Linked DNA regions of Mus musculus: region 1 is linked to region 2. A link is a contact called in public ChIA-PET data. All regions are on one chromosome and are shown on one strand. The core of a region is the stretch at or near the end of the contact, and the rest is flanking DNA. Distances in the headings are between cores, read along the strand shown. Region 1 overlaps Gm15232 (predicted gene 15232). Region 2 holds the start of Ofd1 (OFD1, centriole and centriolar satellite protein).

Evidence for each region. ChIA-PET counts read pairs in DNA pulled down with a chosen protein or histone mark.
Region 1: a contact with region 2 is called in an RNA polymerase II ChIA-PET map of memory CD8 T cells, with 11 read pairs. The contact joins the enhancer-like site here to the promoter of Ofd1 in region 2. A contact is called at or near these places in 3 of 115 datasets of contacts at active chromatin or transcription factors (effector CD8 T cells, memory CD8 T cells and pro-B cells).

What each region holds. Positions count from the first base shown.
Region 1 is chrX:167,090,196-167,093,449 of GRCm38.p6, reverse strand. It overlaps Gm15232 (predicted gene 15232), which reads left to right. Exons shown (of 4, transcript NR_168066.1): 3 at 537-623. Among named protein-coding and RNA genes, the nearest start is that of Gm15232, 10 kb to the left of the region's middle. Within about 2 kb of position 1,384, at least 164 of the 459 cell types and tissues checked have an H3K27ac peak or open chromatin away from gene starts, as enhancers often do. A contact at or near this core is called in effector CD8 T cells, memory CD8 T cells and pro-B cells, where this site is marked.
Region 2 is chrX:166,439,003-166,442,468 of GRCm38.p6, reverse strand. It overlaps Ofd1 (OFD1, centriole and centriolar satellite protein), which reads left to right and starts at 1,765. Exons shown (of 23, transcript NM_177429.3): 1 at 1,765-2,189; 2 at 2,342-2,440. The coding sequence starts at 2,175. Trappc2 (trafficking protein particle complex 2) reads right to left here and starts at 1,714. Exons shown (of 5, transcript NM_025432.4): 1 at 1,630-1,714.

The DNA.
Region 1 (3,254 bases), core at 135-2,634, 650 kb before region 2:
TGAAAATAGATACTGAAGGAAACAAATTTATAAGTAAAGTAAAACCAAAATGGTCAACTTCTATCTAAATATAGTTCGCCCCCAAGGCAGGGCAAGCAAATAAACAGTAGTCTGAACCATGTGTGCCTTCCATAAAGGGACCTGAAACCAGAAGCTATAGAATCCTATGAGACAAGCAGAAAATTATTTTCTTTACTCTAAAATATTTAAGTCATTCATAATTAACACAAAATATTAGATAAGAAGAGAAATGGACTATCAATAAATAAAATCTCTTAAAAGTATCTTCTAGAAACTACTAATAGCAATATAACCTATGTAGATGATCTACTTATGTTAAAAAAAATGGGAACAAAGCTGTGTGTGGTTTCTGGGGAAACTGAGGCAAGTGGATTGTCCATGAATTTGAGGTCAGCTTATGATTATGTGTTTCATACTGTCCTGGGCTACAGAGAGCTGGTCTCATTAACATAAAAGTAAAATAATTATATTATATGTGTTGTCCTGGAATACTGAAACTTGTTCTTTTAATTCAGTTTGGAGGTGTGTTGGAGGGTTCTTTTTGGCATCTGTCCATCTGTTGGAGACAAAGTTTCTCATTGGCCGGAAACCTCACCACAAAGGTTAGTCTGGCTGCCTCAAGAGACTCAGTGTTACTGCACTCAATTTTTAAAAATATTTTTATTAATTTATTTTTATTATTTTATTAATCACTGCACTCAATTTTAGCAATATTTTTATTAATTGAGAATTTCATATATGTATTTTGATCACATTCCCCTCCAATTCTTAGCCATTTTTCTAACATGGGTTCTAAGGACTGAACTCTTAGGACCTCGTGTTTGCAAGGAAAGTACTTTTTACTGTTAGCTCTCCTGCTCCCCCGGAGCCTAAGCTCATAACACTTGCAATATTGCTTTTCACCTCATCCCCTTTGGTTGCACAGCTAGGTTATTTGTAGTACTTCGTTGTTTTAGCAGAACAGGTTAATTTAAACTTCTATCGTATCAAAAGGGTGGGGATAGAAAGGAGAGGCAGAAGGGTCATTGAAGATGGTTGATCTTTCAGGAAGAGAATTATAGCCGGGCATAGCTGTTTATTCTTATGACAGAAGTTAGGGAAGTCCATACAATCCCTACAGAGAGGGACTTTTCAGATGTTTGCAGAAGGCATATTTGCAGTGCTATAGGAGGGAGGAGGAGATGCAATGACTGCATGAATTGTCATAGTAGATAAAAGCTCCATGGTAGAAAAGAGTAGCTTAGTAATATAAATGCTGAGTAAAATTTCTACAGTCTGAACTTTGATCTACTGTGGACAACAACTTGAAGTCAAGGAAGTGAGCAGTAACTCACCCAGGGGATTGGGTGTGGTGGGAAATAGAGCAAAGGATGACTCACAAGATCAGCAGACAGAACAGGGCCAGTGGCGAGGAGGGAGGAGCCCTCAAGCAGAGCAGAGCAAGGCAGTCAGTCAGTGGCTCTTTGCTCTAGAGCCTAGGCACCACACTGACTGTGAACACAGGATCTCCTTTCCTTATGTCTGTATACCATTGTTATTGTGTAAGACATTATCCAATTCCTATCCTTTCACTGTACAAAACATTTAAAGTTGATCAGCCATGGTAGCTAATGCATGTAGTTAGAGCTGACGTGGGAGGATTATTGGAAGTTTAATACCAGACTAAGCTGTATAGTGAGTTTAAGGCTAGCCTGTGCTACACAGTGAGACCCCCATCTCAAAACCAAAAGAAGAAAATGAAGGAAGAGGAGGTAAATGAAAATCATCCATTACCTCCAGCTCTCTTAGTATGAATTCGTTCAAGAGTTTGCTCTTTCTACATAATTTGATTGCTTTTATTCTAATCTGTATTTGCTTAATTTTGTGACCAGGGTCTCATGCAGCATGCACTGCCACGCCAGCTCTACTTAATGTTGAAACAATGTTGGGATGGCTTCATATGTGCTGTTTTGTTGTCTAACTGTCTCCACCCAGTGATATGAATTCTTATACTGACATTTCAATTATTGAAAATATAAAAATGGGCCTAGGCAATAGCTCAGTTGCTAGAGTGCTTGTGTTGCATACAGGAGACTCTGGACTCAACCCCCAGGATAGAATACATGAGAGTGATGGGACATATGTATAATCCCGGATCTTGATAGGTCAAGGAGGATCTGGAGTTTAAAATGTTGCATCAAGATGCTGTTGGTGATGGTCAATATCAATTGCCAAATTGACACCTGGGAGACAGGCCTCTGAGCACACCTGTGAGGGGCTGTGTAGATTACTATTAATATCACAGAATGCCTCTTAGAAATTCTCTTACACAAATTAACCAATGTAAGAAGACCTATTTTAACTGCTGAAAGGTCTGTTGCATGGACAGGGGCCCTGGACTGTATAAAATGGAGCCATTAAGTGGAACAGCATGTGTTCGTGACTCTCTCCTTTCCAGTTATGAACGTGATGGGGCCAGCTGATTTAAGCTCCTACCACTTTGGCTTCTCAATCATGATGTACGATAACCTGGAATTGTGAACCTAATAATCCCTTTCTCCTTTACGTTGGTCTGATAAGGTATTTTATCATAGCAACAGAAAGGAAACAAAGCTATTCTCCTAGTAGAGGGGATGGGCCACATCTTATATCCTATTTAGTATCTTCCTTAAAGTGCTATGATCCTAGCCTGAAGCAACCCTGAGGTAAGGAATTGCTAGTAAGGCCAGATTCCTAAGTTATGACCTCATATCTTACTTTTATGAAAGTGCTAAACGCAGAGACTCGTGAGCTTTAATCTCAGAGACCTCTCACCTGTAACTTATTTAAAAGTAAAGAATTAGTATTGTTGATTGATCTCCTAACCCAACTTCAAATGGTGGGCTGCAAGAGTCATGAATATTTCACCTAAAATCTGTCTCAGTACATCTCTAGCTATCAAACCTTGAAGGAATCTTTGCCATTGGAACATAAGATCACCCTTGTGTTCATAAAGAGTTCAAGACAAGCCTGGGGTACCTGGCCTAAAACAGCTATGATGAAAAATAAAAAAGGACAGCTCAGTGTTGAGAGTATTTCCTGTTGTTCCCCAGGACCTGAGGTAGAGTCCCAGCACCCACTAGATGGTTCACTATCATCTACAACTGTGTTTTAGGAGATTTGACTTCTGTTGACTTCTGTGGGACACAACATGTTGTATACAGACATACATGTAGGCAAAACACTCATGAACCTAAAGCAAACATGAAAAATTA
Region 2 (3,466 bases), core at 516-3,015:
AGAATCGAAAAGTTTGGATTTATTGCTCAGTGAGGCAGCAGCAGCCTGACATGTCAAGAAAGAAAAGCTAAAGAATTCTAGGCTGAATAAAGATTAAGACCGCTGGGGCAAAAAGATTGTGCAGCAGTTAAGAGAACATACTGCTCTTGCAGAGGACACAAGTTCAATCCCAGCTCCTACATCAGGCAGCTCACAATTGCTTGTAACTCCAGCTCTATGGGATCTAATGCCTTCTTCTGGACTCTGTGGGTACCTGTACTCATTACACACACACACACACACACACACACACACACCTCTAAAATAAATCTAAAAGTACAAAACAACCAAAAACTGAGTGAAGACAGTGCCCAAACAAGGTGTGGAAAGTGCTGCTGTCATCCTCATTACATCTCCTGTGAAAATACTTAGTTCTGGAAATCATAATTTCAAATGATGGATACCTTTAAACAATATGTTGGGAGCAGGGGGGTGGGTGGGGACTTAGACAATGAATGGTCTGAAAACAAAACAAAATAAGAGCAACTGAAGGAGCCAGTCGAGGGTGTTTTAAGCTAAGTGAGGATGAAGTGTTCTGTGGTGGGTGTTTAGTATATTCTTGAAATATAATGTCTAGTAGGAAAGGGATTTGACTAGGGATAGCTCGTGGTTCCTTATGAGCAAAATCTGCTTTGCTGGTATGGCTGCCAGGAGCTGGTGCTGAGAAACTGTGTGGTCAGCAGTGAAAGGCTGTGATCAATTAATTATTCATGTCTGGTATGGCTGTCAGGAGTTGGTGCTGAGAAACAGTGTGGTCGAATGGCTATGATCAATTATTCATGTCTGGTATGGGTTTGAGGGAGTGCAGTACATACACAAGATCAAGTATTTTTTTTTAACTCTAGACTTGACAGGCTTATTCTAAACTGCTGTAAAGGCCAAGCCCAGGGCTGACATCTGAAGTTACCAGGAAGCTAAAAATTCATATGGTGCAATGGTGGAAGACTACTAGTGCAAGAGCAGGATGAATTTAGAAATCCTTACAAGTTAAACATTTTAGTTAACAGGCAAACACAAGATAAAACGCATGCACCCCAGTTCAAAGCCGTCCATATTTATAGCAAATCTCTCTATGGAGGAACCTTTCAGAAACTTGCTCCTGACAGCTGTAAATTCAACTTGCCCCACAGATCAGCAAAACTAGTGGGGCTTTTCTATAAAATGAAGCTCCGTGCTTCTCAAGGAGATGCGCTTTTGCCCTCTTTGAGAGCATCTGTCAAAGTCTGGAGGGCGAGGTAGGGTACCACTGGCATTTAATGGAAACTGACCAAGGATGCGGTCAACCTACGATGCCCGAGACCGCTTTCTACAGTAAACCGGCTGCAAAGGGCAATGGCATTGCAATGAAGATGCACTGCGTTAGCGACCTGGAGAACGCCAAGCCTCCGTCCCAGTGCGCGGAGGTCCCCTCCAAGGGGACACGGAGGCTATACCAACTAGGAGAACGGGGATTACTCGGCGCCGGGGGGCTGGGCGTGCTGTCCCGAGTCAGGGCTGGGTAGAGGTAGAAGACCACTGTTCGCATCACGGGAGGCCTGGATGCCCCCGCGGACCCGGAACGCCCGCCGCCTGCTTCCCTCCAGAGCTCACCTGTAGGGAGGAGCCGAGATGAGAACCGGCCGCCTCTTTAATCTGCGCTCGGGAGCCTCAGCCTGGGAGTCCCAAAATCACTCTCGCGAGATCTGAGGCTATGCTCTCGCGAGACGTGGCCGGGACTGCTCGCCTAAGAGCGCGCAGGCGTCACGGAGGGCCAAAGCCTGGGCGGTTAGGCTGAGCCGGCCGAGCGGGCCGAGCGGCCGGAGCGGGCGGAGCAGGCGGCGGGCGGCGGGCAGTGTAGGGATGAGCTACGGAGCAGGGAAAACTGCCGACTGAGCGGCCGCTTCGGGGCCCTCGCTTGTCGTTTCCGTCTTTATTCCGTCCAGAGTCCCTCCTGGCTCGCGGACCCGCCCACCCTTCCCATACCGTGGGAGGAAGCGCGGCTGCTTGACGAGTTAGGGGCTGAATGTTTAGCTCTCTTGCTCCCCTAGGTCCCCAGAGACAAGCTGGATTCCGAGGTCAAGGGCTCCCTCTCCTCCTGCGCCCCGGCCCGGGCCGAGGAGTCCGACCGTGGAGGGGCGAGCTCGGGAGGAAAGCAGATGAGGATGGCTCAGGTAGTTCCACCTGCCACTTTCCAGGGTTTTTCCGATTGGACATCTCTTTGTTTTGATGTCCGTTAAGCATCTTAGGGCTTCCGGTGAGGTCACTGATTTCTGAAATTCAGGTCCACGTTGACACTAGGTAACCCATCATTTTCTCTTTTCAGTCCAACATGCCCCACAAGTCTGATGTGTTGAGTCAAGATGAACTGCGCAAAAAGCTATACCAGACGTTTAAGGATCGGGGTGTACTGGACACACTTCAGGTATCAGATTTAGGCACAATCGTGTCGTTATACTTCCACAAGTGTAACCTTTAACCGCAGGTGGCTCCACATTTAAATTCATTCATTAAGGTAGCACATAACCTGTATAATGAACACATTGCCATAAAACTAAGCTGCTGTTACAAATCTTGTTCCCAGTCTCGCTTTGATCATGCTACGTCTATGTAGTGAGCAGGAGGGGGACTTGCGAGGAACGGACTGCAGAGGGTAATGTGAGCAGAGTACTGTGGTCTACATGTCTGAGAACAACAAAATGAAGCCCAGTCTGTTTCATGATACTCCCTAGAAAAAAATCTATAGTGGAATGGTACCAGGTGTCTTGTCACACGCCTTTATCCCAGTTCTTCGGAAGCAGAGGAAGGCACATCTCTTGTGAGGGTAGCTGGGCCAAATAGCCAGTTCCAGGTCAGCCAAGACTTCATAGTGATACCCTGTGTCAGTAATAGTAAGTACACATAAGATATTTTAGAGTGTGGATATTTTAAATGAATAGCAACTGTTTATTAGAACATCTTAAGTTTGGGTAGCAGCAAGGGATGGAGTTAGTTCAATGTGTTTCCTTACAATATACCTTTTAGACTATATTTTACATATAGAATTGGAAATTAAGGAAAGGTGAGCCCAATTTTTCCCACTCTTGTTTTACTACATACAAATATTTAAGACTTGTCCGGAAAATACAGAAAGGCAGAAGAGAGAAAAATCATATATTATAACTACAAACTGCTGTTAGGCGTGTATATCATTTTAAAATTTAGATTATATGAGGATCCTTTTCCTGTTTCCTCAGGTTGCCTGAAATCCTTATTTTCAGTGGCAGCAGATTCCTCCTGGTCAGTCAGAGGTCATGGAGGTCGCTGCCTCCTATTGACTGAGGCTTCTACCTAGGTCTCCACCTCATCTATTTGTTGTACCTGTCATTTTCTGCCTAGTATAGAGAACTCCCCTGTCTGAGGAAAAAGGCCTGAGCATGCTTGGGCCAGTTTGCAGGGTTCTGCTTCCTTC